2 separate regions of the Zea mays genome follow, and region 2 is linked to region 1. The links are chromatin contacts, called in public Hi-C maps. All regions are on one chromosome and are shown on one strand. The core of a region is the stretch at or near the end of the contact, and the rest is flanking DNA. Distances in the headings are between cores, read along the strand shown.

Evidence for each region. A called contact is a pair of places that touch in the nucleus more often than the background predicts.
Region 2: a Hi-C map of tassel shows a contact between it and region 1, with 2.8 times the contacts expected there. The contact joins two enhancer-like sites. A contact is called at or near these places in 2 of 25 Hi-C or Micro-C datasets (ear and tassel).

What each region holds. Positions count from the first base shown.
Region 1 is chr3:108,349,986-108,355,255 of Zm-B73-REFERENCE-NAM-5.0, reverse strand. No RefSeq gene overlaps it. Among protein-coding and RNA genes, the nearest start is that of LOC103650297, 15 kb to the left of the region's middle. Within about 2 kb of position 1,330, at least 13 of the 20 cell types and tissues checked have an H3K27ac peak or open chromatin away from gene starts, as enhancers often do. A contact at or near this core is called in ear and tassel, where this site is marked.
Region 2 is chr3:108,174,664-108,179,470 of Zm-B73-REFERENCE-NAM-5.0, reverse strand. No RefSeq gene overlaps it. Among protein-coding and RNA genes, the nearest start is that of LOC103650299, 110 kb to the right of the region's middle. Within about 2 kb of position 1,315, at least 15 of the 20 cell types and tissues checked have an H3K27ac peak or open chromatin away from gene starts, as enhancers often do. A contact at or near this core is called in ear and tassel, where this site is marked.

The DNA of each region.
Region 1 (5,270 bases), core at 81-2,580:
TTAAGAACTTATGTAATTTTGTAGTTGTCAACCTTTTCATTTAAAGTCGTCTTGTCAATGGAAACTACGTCTGAATTTTAAAAATTTAAAATTCGGATTTCTAAAATGACCTCAAACGGAAAAACCACCAAAATAAAATTTGTAGGTCTTAAAAAGTTATGAAACTCTGTAGTTGACAATATTTTGGTTTTAAATCATATTGTCATGCAAACCTTTGTTTGAAATTTAAAATTGTAAACATTGTAGGTCTTGAAATGTTATGAAACTTTATAATTGACAATTTTTTATTTGAAATCATCTTGTCATAGAAAAATATGTTTGAAGTTTTCAAATTTGAAATTCATATTTTGTAAACGGTCTCGGATGATGAAACTACCAATATGAAAGTTATAGATCTTGAAAAGTTATGCAACTTTACAGTTAACAACATTTTCATTTAAATTCATTTAGTGCCACAAATAATCAATTTACTCTTGGTTTATTATAATACATGGGGAAGGAAAACGTAATATAGACACAAATGATACAAAACACGTGAATTCAATTTAAAAATGATAGGGGAATTTAAAAAATGATAGGGTAATCACAAAACACTTGAATTCAATTTAAAAAATTATAGGGGAATTTAAAAAATGATAGGGCAATGGTAATGGTTGGGAAGGTTGTTCCCCTAATTAAAATGTTTTGCTGTTTTTTGGATATCTTTGTGGTTTCTAATTTGCCGAGTGTTTTTGACACTCAGTAAAGTCTTCGCCGAGTATCTGAAAAAAGTACTCGACAAAAAATCATTTGTCGAGTGTTACACTGGGCAAAGTCTTTGCCAAGTGTAAAAAGGTCTTTGCCGAGTGTTTGATACACTCAGCAAAGAATGTCAGTCCGGTAGTGAATGTCTGCTGTAAAATAGAAAAGTTCTTATTTATATGGGTCAAACATTCTCTTATTGGTAACAACTAATATGCAATCAGATCTTATGTGTAAGCGTGCAAGCAAGATTTCTGGTTCGTTAGATTCTAATGCAACCATGTATCACATTTAACACTAAAACCCTTGCACCACCAGCTCGTATAGATTTATAGAAAACTCTCTAAGAAATCAGGATCATATCTACAATTATATCATGATCTAACGAACTAAGAGACTCATTTGCATGTTTGTACATAACACCTGTATATTAGTTGTTGCCTCTCATATTTGACCCGGATTCGAATTGCAGCCGCGCGTGGCCTCCCATCGCGGGCCGAGATTGCGCTGTTTGCTGCGCTGTTCCCAGCGGAAGCATCCAGCCGGGCCGCCATGGGCTGCTTTGGCCGACGGGCCGCCTGGTGCTGCGCTCTGCTTCCCACGTACATGCAAGGAACAAGCAGCGATTGCAGCCTCTTGCCGCACGCCAAGCAACCTCTACATGCAAGCTTGCTGCTTGTTTGTTTGCTTGTGCACAGTGCACATATATGCATGCAACAACTAGCATGCATAAGCATTCACATCAATAATCAAACGCCATTAAATATTGCTAATTATAATGGCTTGGCACACTAACATACATATGCACATGCACACGAGCGGCGAGCCAAGATGACAACATTTTCATGCTATAGTCGTTCACGTTTCTCCATACCTTTAACCTCACGTGACGCGGCAATACACCACGCTGCATCTCTACTGCAACATTCCACTACAGGAAAGCACTTAATTCCCGTCGGCCAGAAACCGACGGGAATAAGCACTAAACCGACGGGAATAAGTACTTATCCAAATCTCGTCGGCTGCCTTTGAGCCGACGAGAGTTATCTAATTCCCGTCGGCCCGAGCAAAGGCCGACGGGAATTAAAATGACCGACGGGAATGTTCATGATTCCTGTAGTGTTCATCTTCATTTGCATTGTTTTCACTACACACGGTTGATCTTTAGCTACCTTTATTTGTTACCAATTGGTTGCTAAAAGTAGTGGACCGATGATTAGTCGCTAAATCTTTTTTTAGCCATGGTATGTTGGTCGCTAAAAGTCTAAAAATTTAACAACTTATGTTTGGTCGCTATAGATATCGTTGGGAACCGACAGTGGGTCGCTATAGAGAAGAGTCGCTATCAAATCTTATAGCCTAATTAACCTATAGATGTTAGTGACTAAAAATTAATTAAAACATTGATCGCTAAATTGTAGAAAAGGAAAGAAGAATTGTAGAAGAAAAAAGAATTTTGGAAAAGAAAATGTTATAATAGTTAACAAAGCTAAATTTTTAGGACCAAACCCTAGTATACCGTTAGAAATAAAAGTTACATTGTGATGAAGTGTGAGATCAACAGAGAAATTTTTATGAACTTCAAGAATACAAAGGTCATGATTGTCTTGTTATGGGACAACTGAAATGAAGGAAAATTGAATCATTCTAGTCTCTTCAAATCAATAAATATGATTATCTTGTGTTGGAACAAAATTTCCCTTTGTAGAGCACTTTTTTTTTCTTGGATAGAGTTTTGATATGGAGCATTTTCTTTTTCTCTTGGACGTGAAACATTATTCCTTTCAACTAGAACATATACCTATATATGAGCTGTAGATAGAGTATATGTGCAATAAACTTATCTATTATTGGATTGTGCTCTTGCGAGAGGTATATGTGATATCTAGTATAATAAACAAATGCTATGTAATGCTAATGCTGTCCTAGCTGACAGAATTAGCTACTGTCTGCCCGTGCGGCTAGATGGGGATCCTGCCAGCATCCTCTTCAGCTCTACAGCTGACTCCAGAACTTCAACTTTATGTCTAGATCCATATCATTGGAGTAGTCTCTTTAATTCACATAAGCTTGAATTTATCTAGTTAATTCACTTGTACCTTCTCATTTACTTTTCAACCTTGCTCATCTAGGTAGTTTAGTTCTACTCTCTGTACTTGACTATCATCATTGAGCCACTAAAATTGTTGTATTTTAGGATGGTTGTGTTCACACAATTTTATGTAATTATTTCTCTTTTATGTAATTGTGGGCCTAATCTATATTTACGGTTTCTTTGTATAGTGGTTGATGATGGTGCTTACAAGGTGGACATTGTTACAAAACAAACGCCCCTATAGCAACATATACCTGGCAACGTATATGTTGGGGACTTGTTCTCAAATTCTAAGAGTTAAGAACAAGGCAACATAAAAAGTGTTAAGTGTTAGGGTCCTTCGTCCTTCGAAGCATTATATCCCTTTGGGAAATAATGAGTCTCGGACGAAGGTCATGAGAAATATACCTTCGTAAACATAACAAATAATGACGAAGGACTCACATAAAGCATGAAATATGATATAAGCATCACCAAAGAATCATTTCTATTTTATTAACATGGAAAACAGAAATGATCCCAAATTACAAATGTACCTTCGATCCTGAGAGAAGGTGGAAAGTACGAGCGTGACGCCAAAAGCAGAATGACAAGTCCGCGTGAACCGTACGGGAGTACTGTTCATCTATTTATAGACGCGGGACGCAGCCCACGTAAAATTACATCCATGTCCATTACATTTGTTAACGGTTTATGGAAATCTATTGAGGACCCCGAAGTCTTTTCATCTTAAGGTCGGTTCCCCCTTGCGCCATCGCGCCGAAGCTTCCCTGCGTACAGCTTCGGCTACCCCCGACCTTCGTTTGGCTCAGCCTTCGTCCTGGTCGTGCTCCATATCCATAATTCTGAATCCGAAAATACCTGTACATATAATTCACTTGGAAAACATTGTCAAATCATGTTTTTGAGGACCTTCGGAGGACGAAGGCCCCCAACAGTAGCCCCTCGCAATATTAATTTGTAAATAATAAATTCAGATTGCGATATGGACGAAGGCCTTGAGCCGAAGGTCCGAAAAAACACCTTCCCTTTGCTAGAATAGCAACATTCACTGACAAGCGGGGCCTTTTAACTTTCAACGCCCTAGGCGTATAAATAAGAACACATCGTGAATTCATTTGGTACACACGCTTGCCTTTTGCTTCGGCCCACTAAAAATTTTTAGCTCTTGTTCATTGAGATTTGCTGGTCTTTTTGACTTCGAAGCTTCGGCCTCGGGAACAAATTTTTAGTGTTTCCGAAGATGTCTGAAGACAAGAAGATCCCTGCTGAGACGAAGCTGAGTCTCGAGGAGGAGAAGAATCTGGGGTTCCTGATAGCGATGGCAGAGACTAATACAGAGAAAATCACGAAGGAGATTCTCGAAGGTTTGTCCGAAGATACTGATGATAGCGACAGCTATGATGTGGAAAGTGATGGGGAAGAGGCCGAAGATCGACCGTGGCGACCAAGTCACTCAGTTTTTGGGAAAACAACCATCAAGCAGAGTCACATTGATAATATGAGGGGGCGATACTTCCGAGACATATCTATTGTGAGAGCTGATGCCGGGGAAAAGACTTCTCCCACACCTGAAGAAGATGAAGTTGTGATCTTCCGAAGCCTCCTCAAGGCTGGGCTTCGATTCCCCCTGAGCAATTTTGTTGTTGAGGTACTGAAAACATTCCAAATCTACCTTCATCAACTCACTCCCGAAGCTATTATAAGAATGGGGATTTTTGTCTGGGCTGCGAGAAGCCAAGGTTTGGAACCAAACGCTAAAAGCTTCTGCAACATACACGAGTTATTGTACGAGACGAAGCCCTGGGGAAAGGAGCAATACCACAACAACTTTGGGTGCTACAGCTTCGGCGCCCGCTCCGGGTCAAGCTACCCTGTGCCAACCTTTCGGAAGAGGTGGCCCGGAGCCTGGATGTCTGAATGGTTTTATGTGAAAAATGATCTAACAGCGCAAAATAATGTCAAAAGTATCATTATGTACCCAATTTGGCAACGCTTCGGACTTCGAAGGCCGAAGGTTGAAATGGATGAGGCAGCCGAAGAATGCCAAAGAGCCTTCGGCGCAGTCTGCTCCTTCATTGGGACAAGGGACTTGGTCCAGGAGCACATTGCCTTCAGGGTATGGCCACTTGCAGAAAAGTGGGAAATGCCGAAAGAAACCATCAAAGAGTCCGACGAAGGCGGACTAGTCAGATTAAAATACACATTCAAATATGCAGATAAATTTATTGAACCTGATGATGACTGGCTGAAAAGCATTGAAACATTAAGTGATGAATTACTTGGGGCATACTCGAAGGCTGAAAATACTGCACTATCAGCAGCCTTCGGAGGCCGAAAGAAGAAGAGACTGAACCGAGTGTTTGATGCAATCGGGTTCTTCTACCCTGATTATTGTTATCCCATCCGAAGGCAAAAAAGGAAAAATATAACC
Region 2 (4,807 bases), core at 66-2,565, 180 kb after region 1:
CACCGACAATATTAATATTCTAGGTAGAGACCGAATAATGTTGACTGATGAAGTCTTCAGCCAAATCTAATCTCACTCAACAGTACGTATACCTCAGTGCTCAATTAAGCGAATATAGGAGTACTAAACAAAAGTAGTAATTCGGGCACTAAACTGCTAAGCGCTGCTGGCTGAGCAGAAAAAAGATGCAGGTTGGCGTGTGCACACATTGCAAACAAACTACTGGCAGACTAATGCGTGGCACATCATTCAGGCCACTACTGAAGAAGCATTAGCAGCTGATTCTGCAGTAGCGCTCACTTGATGTTCTTTTTAAAAAAAATTGCTGCTACTTTTTGATGCAGCCTACACACTACTACAGTCCTCCATCTCACTGTTCGTGAGGGCTATAAATATTTCCTTTTTCTAGAGACGAAGAGGCTTTACATTTGTCAGCATGCTGCTTTATCCTCCTAAAGTGTGAGCAATGATTGGGATTGGCACCCACTTGAGGTAGGGTTTTTCTCCTTGTCCCCCGTGGAGACCGCAGGATTAGCAGCTGCACTGTGCTTGCTTTCTGCGTGCAAGTTGATATGGAGTTCTGCTGCACTGTCCAGTAGTGTTTTCAGATCACAGTGCCCTCCATTTCTGGTTCCAGCAGAAAATGAATACGCTAGATGCGCGTAGATAATTAGCCCCTTTTGTTTCTGTTTTTTTGAGTTTTTGGCCACCAGAAGCTGATGTAGATTGTCAAACACTTAGTTTTTCAGTCCGCTTATATAATAATCGATTTGGTAAAAATCATCCAAAATCACGTGAACACAGAATTGGTCGAGTCGCTGCAATAGTAGGAATCTATCACTTTCTAGATTCTGAACCACACATTAATCTTTCTCCGCACGCAATCTCTACTATACTTAGATTCTCCTCACAACTAGATTTTCTCCACAGCCAGATTATCAGAAAAGTTTATAAGAAAAAAGCTGAACTAAACATGGCCAATATATTAGCATGATGGTATCGGTAATCTATCATTGACCACTGCTCCATGTCAACTCTGAACAGAGACACTGGTTTATGTCAACTCTGCACAGGAAACTGACGAAACTAGCATGGCTTGCCGGCCGGTACATGTCAATCTCTTGACAGCAACTGGTTAAGCCGATATGGTTTACAGATCATATCTAAAACAGAATGGTTTACTGATCACTTGCCTGGAGCCTGGAAGTGTGTGTGTGGAACACATTTGTGTTGAGTTAGTGCTCGGCCGAGCCGGGTCGGATCGGGTCGAGCCGGACAGACGGGCCAGTATGAATGAACTGGGCAGGCCTATATGAGTCCCTGTCTCTCTCAGCTCTTGATTCTGAAACGGCTAGTGGACGTGCTGGGCTTGACTGGGCCACACCTGACCAGCACATCATTTTTGACCAGCAGCACAGCACGCACAAAGAAAATTCCTGCACAAGACAACTGAAGAAAGAGAGAGAGAGCACAGGATGCCCGAGAATTTTGCTCATTGCACTGCACTCACGTACCAATCAGCTTTGTTGTGATTGGCAGTGAGCATGCAGCAGCTGGGGCATGGAGCTCGCGAGCTGCCGTACTTTGATAAATATTATTACATTATAAAATAAATTAAAAATATATAAGTGTTGAATATAAAATTATCATTCAATATTATGAGTAAATCTAAATTATGTATCATTATATATTCATCATCAAAAGCTTTGAAACAAGTTTATTATCTAAAGAATTATTTAACATCCATAGCTATTTTACAGATTAATTAATTTGGCATAACTCGCTAGCCGGCTTGCGAGTCTCGAGCTTTTTTCTGACCCTAGCTTATATCCCCAACAATAATACACATGCATCTCACCCCTCTCCTTTATATTATCCCAATGCATCTGTGAGTTGAAATAAATTTGGATGTGTCACACCCGGATTTAAGAGCAGATCCGGATGTATCTCATATGTGCGCCAAAGTCAAATATCACACATACAGTGAATCAATGTATATAGACGAATGTCATAATTTTTATTACATAACGAGAATGTTTTACAAAATAACTGATAATAAAATAATTCGAACTAAGATAACTATCTTCACGGCGCCATAGTTGACTGGAGACGACGCCTAGATCTCGTCGTAGTAGTCCTCCTCTGGCGATACATGTTCTTGATCTGATAAGATTATAGCAACGGTGAGCTCCCATATGGTCGTCACTCAACAAGTGTGAGGAAAAGTGTAGTGTAAGGCTTACCAAGGAATTTGGTTAAGGCTGAGCATAACTTTTAATTAAGTTGGTCAAAATTTTATTAGCAATTACTAAGTATAAGTATATATCAATCCAATTAAATACTTGATCAATATAGAAATATCATATAATGATCCCACAATGCAAAGCATGACATGTTTAAATTTAGTTCCATAAATTACTCATGTGAGGGTCTGAGCCGCTTATGACCTTGAGCATGGGTGATATATTAGTTTTACACTCTATAGAGGTGACACATCGTTACCCACAAGTTGTGATTCCCTTATTTGCCTTAGGTTGCAGGATTGTTAAACGCTACTAAGGTGAGTAGGCCAGGGCTCACTACGAGGCATTTACAAAGTTACACTAGCATGAGAAAAAGCGCACGGTTTCAAAACGAAGGAAACATATTCCTTTTTCCATGGTCTATAACCCCATCGCTGTAATTACAGCCAACACTATTCACTATCTCCACGCTTGTCCCTTTCGGGAAAGGATTATATCACACTAGCTTTCTAATTACTTGGCCAAGACTAGAGCCATATAGTCCTTGTGATTGCACTATTGTCTCGGGTGGTCGCTCCATGTTCCAATTAACAAAATGATCTTATCACGTATATAATAATAAAGCCAACAACAATAATAAGACATGATCATAGTGCATATATAACATTAATCCCAAAACCAGGTAAAGCAATAGCAAAACTACTCAATAATTCATTTGTATGCAAGATGTAGGATAAACAAAACTAGGTAACCTATTAGGTCCCATCAGGTTTAACCTAACTATGCCATGATGATTAACAAAATCATGATTATTATTGGGGACTTGTTCTAAAATGCTATGAGTTAAGAACAAGGCAACACGAAGTATTAAATGTTAATGTCCTTCGTCCTTCGAAGCATTATTTCCCTCAGGATATAACGATCTTCGGACGAAGGTCATGAAGGACGTACCTTCATCATCACGGTATATATTTATGAAAGACAAAGCATGTGAAACATGAAAGATAATATGAATAATCATGTAACATCATTCACATATCTTCATTATATAAACTTGGATAAATATAAAGGCAATATTTTAATTACATTTATACCTTCGGCTTGATATAAGGCAAAAATCCGAGTGTTACGCACGAGCGAATACAAGATAGCGTGAACAGTACAGGGGTACTATTCATCTATTTATAGGCACAGGACACAACCTGTGAGAAATTACATTCGTGCCCTTTTCAAATGATTACAATCATAACACAAGCTATCATGGGCTGATTGGTCATTTCATCTTTAAGTCGGTGCATCTGGAAATATACTCCGAAGCTCTCTGATTAATAGCTTCGGCTTTGTGTCCAACTTTCAAAGGTGTTTCTTCTTATTGGACCTTCGGCGACGAAGCAGACCCCTAACAGTAGCCCCTTCACGGTGCCAGATCGTTTTTCGTAACGAGCTCGACCCGTGAAAAATTCTCTCAGGCTTCGGAATGCCGAATGTCCGAAAAACACCTTCCCTCAGCTCGTTGTCGAGAAACGATTTAAATATTCCGAGTGAAGGGTGGTCCCAGCATACAACGGGTACGCGTGATTTGGTGATTCATCTTCTTGGGCACTATGGTCCACCGTTTAGTGGGTGCGAGCGACTGTTCGGTGGGTGCGAGCGGCTTGACGATTCACCTTCTCACCTGCAGCACTATATAAACAGACGGGTAGGTGTGAAGTTACCACAACATTTACTGCCATTGTTCTGTTGTGCTGCCGAAAAATTTGACCACAGCCAAAGCTCATTCACCGCATTCTCAATCGAAGTATCATTTTACTTTAGCTTCGTCACAAGAGAGAGAGCTTCGAAAAAAACAAAAAACATTCAACTTTGCCAAAACGCGAGAAATTCAGCATTAAATGGCCAGGGTGCGCTCGACAGCTAGGATAACCCGTGACGAAGAGGAGACCAAAGCTACTGAGACTGCGCCAATCTCCGAAGTTATGAGGTGGTCGAGACTGGTTGTAACGGAGGGCGTTTCTGACGAAGGTGCACCTGCTACTGAAGCCAAGCAGGCAAATATTGAAGAGGGCGATATTGGTGAAGAAGGGATTGATTATAACACCGCTACGCCATCCAAGCCCAGCCATTTGGATTTTGGGAAGTCGACTATGTCTGAAGCTGACATGCCCATGATGACGAAGCTAGGCTACTTCAGTGAAGCCGAGAAGAAGTTGATTCGCTTTGGCGGGGAAGAGACTATCCCGAAACCATAAAGTGATGAAGTGGTAGTTTTTAAGAGCTTCTTCAAAGCAGGGTTGAGGTTTCCTCTGCACGGAATGATTGCAGACGTGCTAGAAAATTTTGAGATTTATCTTCATCAGCTGACTCCTAACGTTATCGTTAGGCTCAACGTGTTTATCTGGGCTCTCCGAAGCCAAGGAGCCGAGTCGCTTGCCGAACCCTTCTGCCGAGTACACGAACTTCACTATCAGACGAAGGCTAGGGAGGATGGACTGCACGAGAACTTTGACTGTTATAATTTTGCGTACCGCAAGGACATGAAGACACCTATGGTTAGCTACCGCACT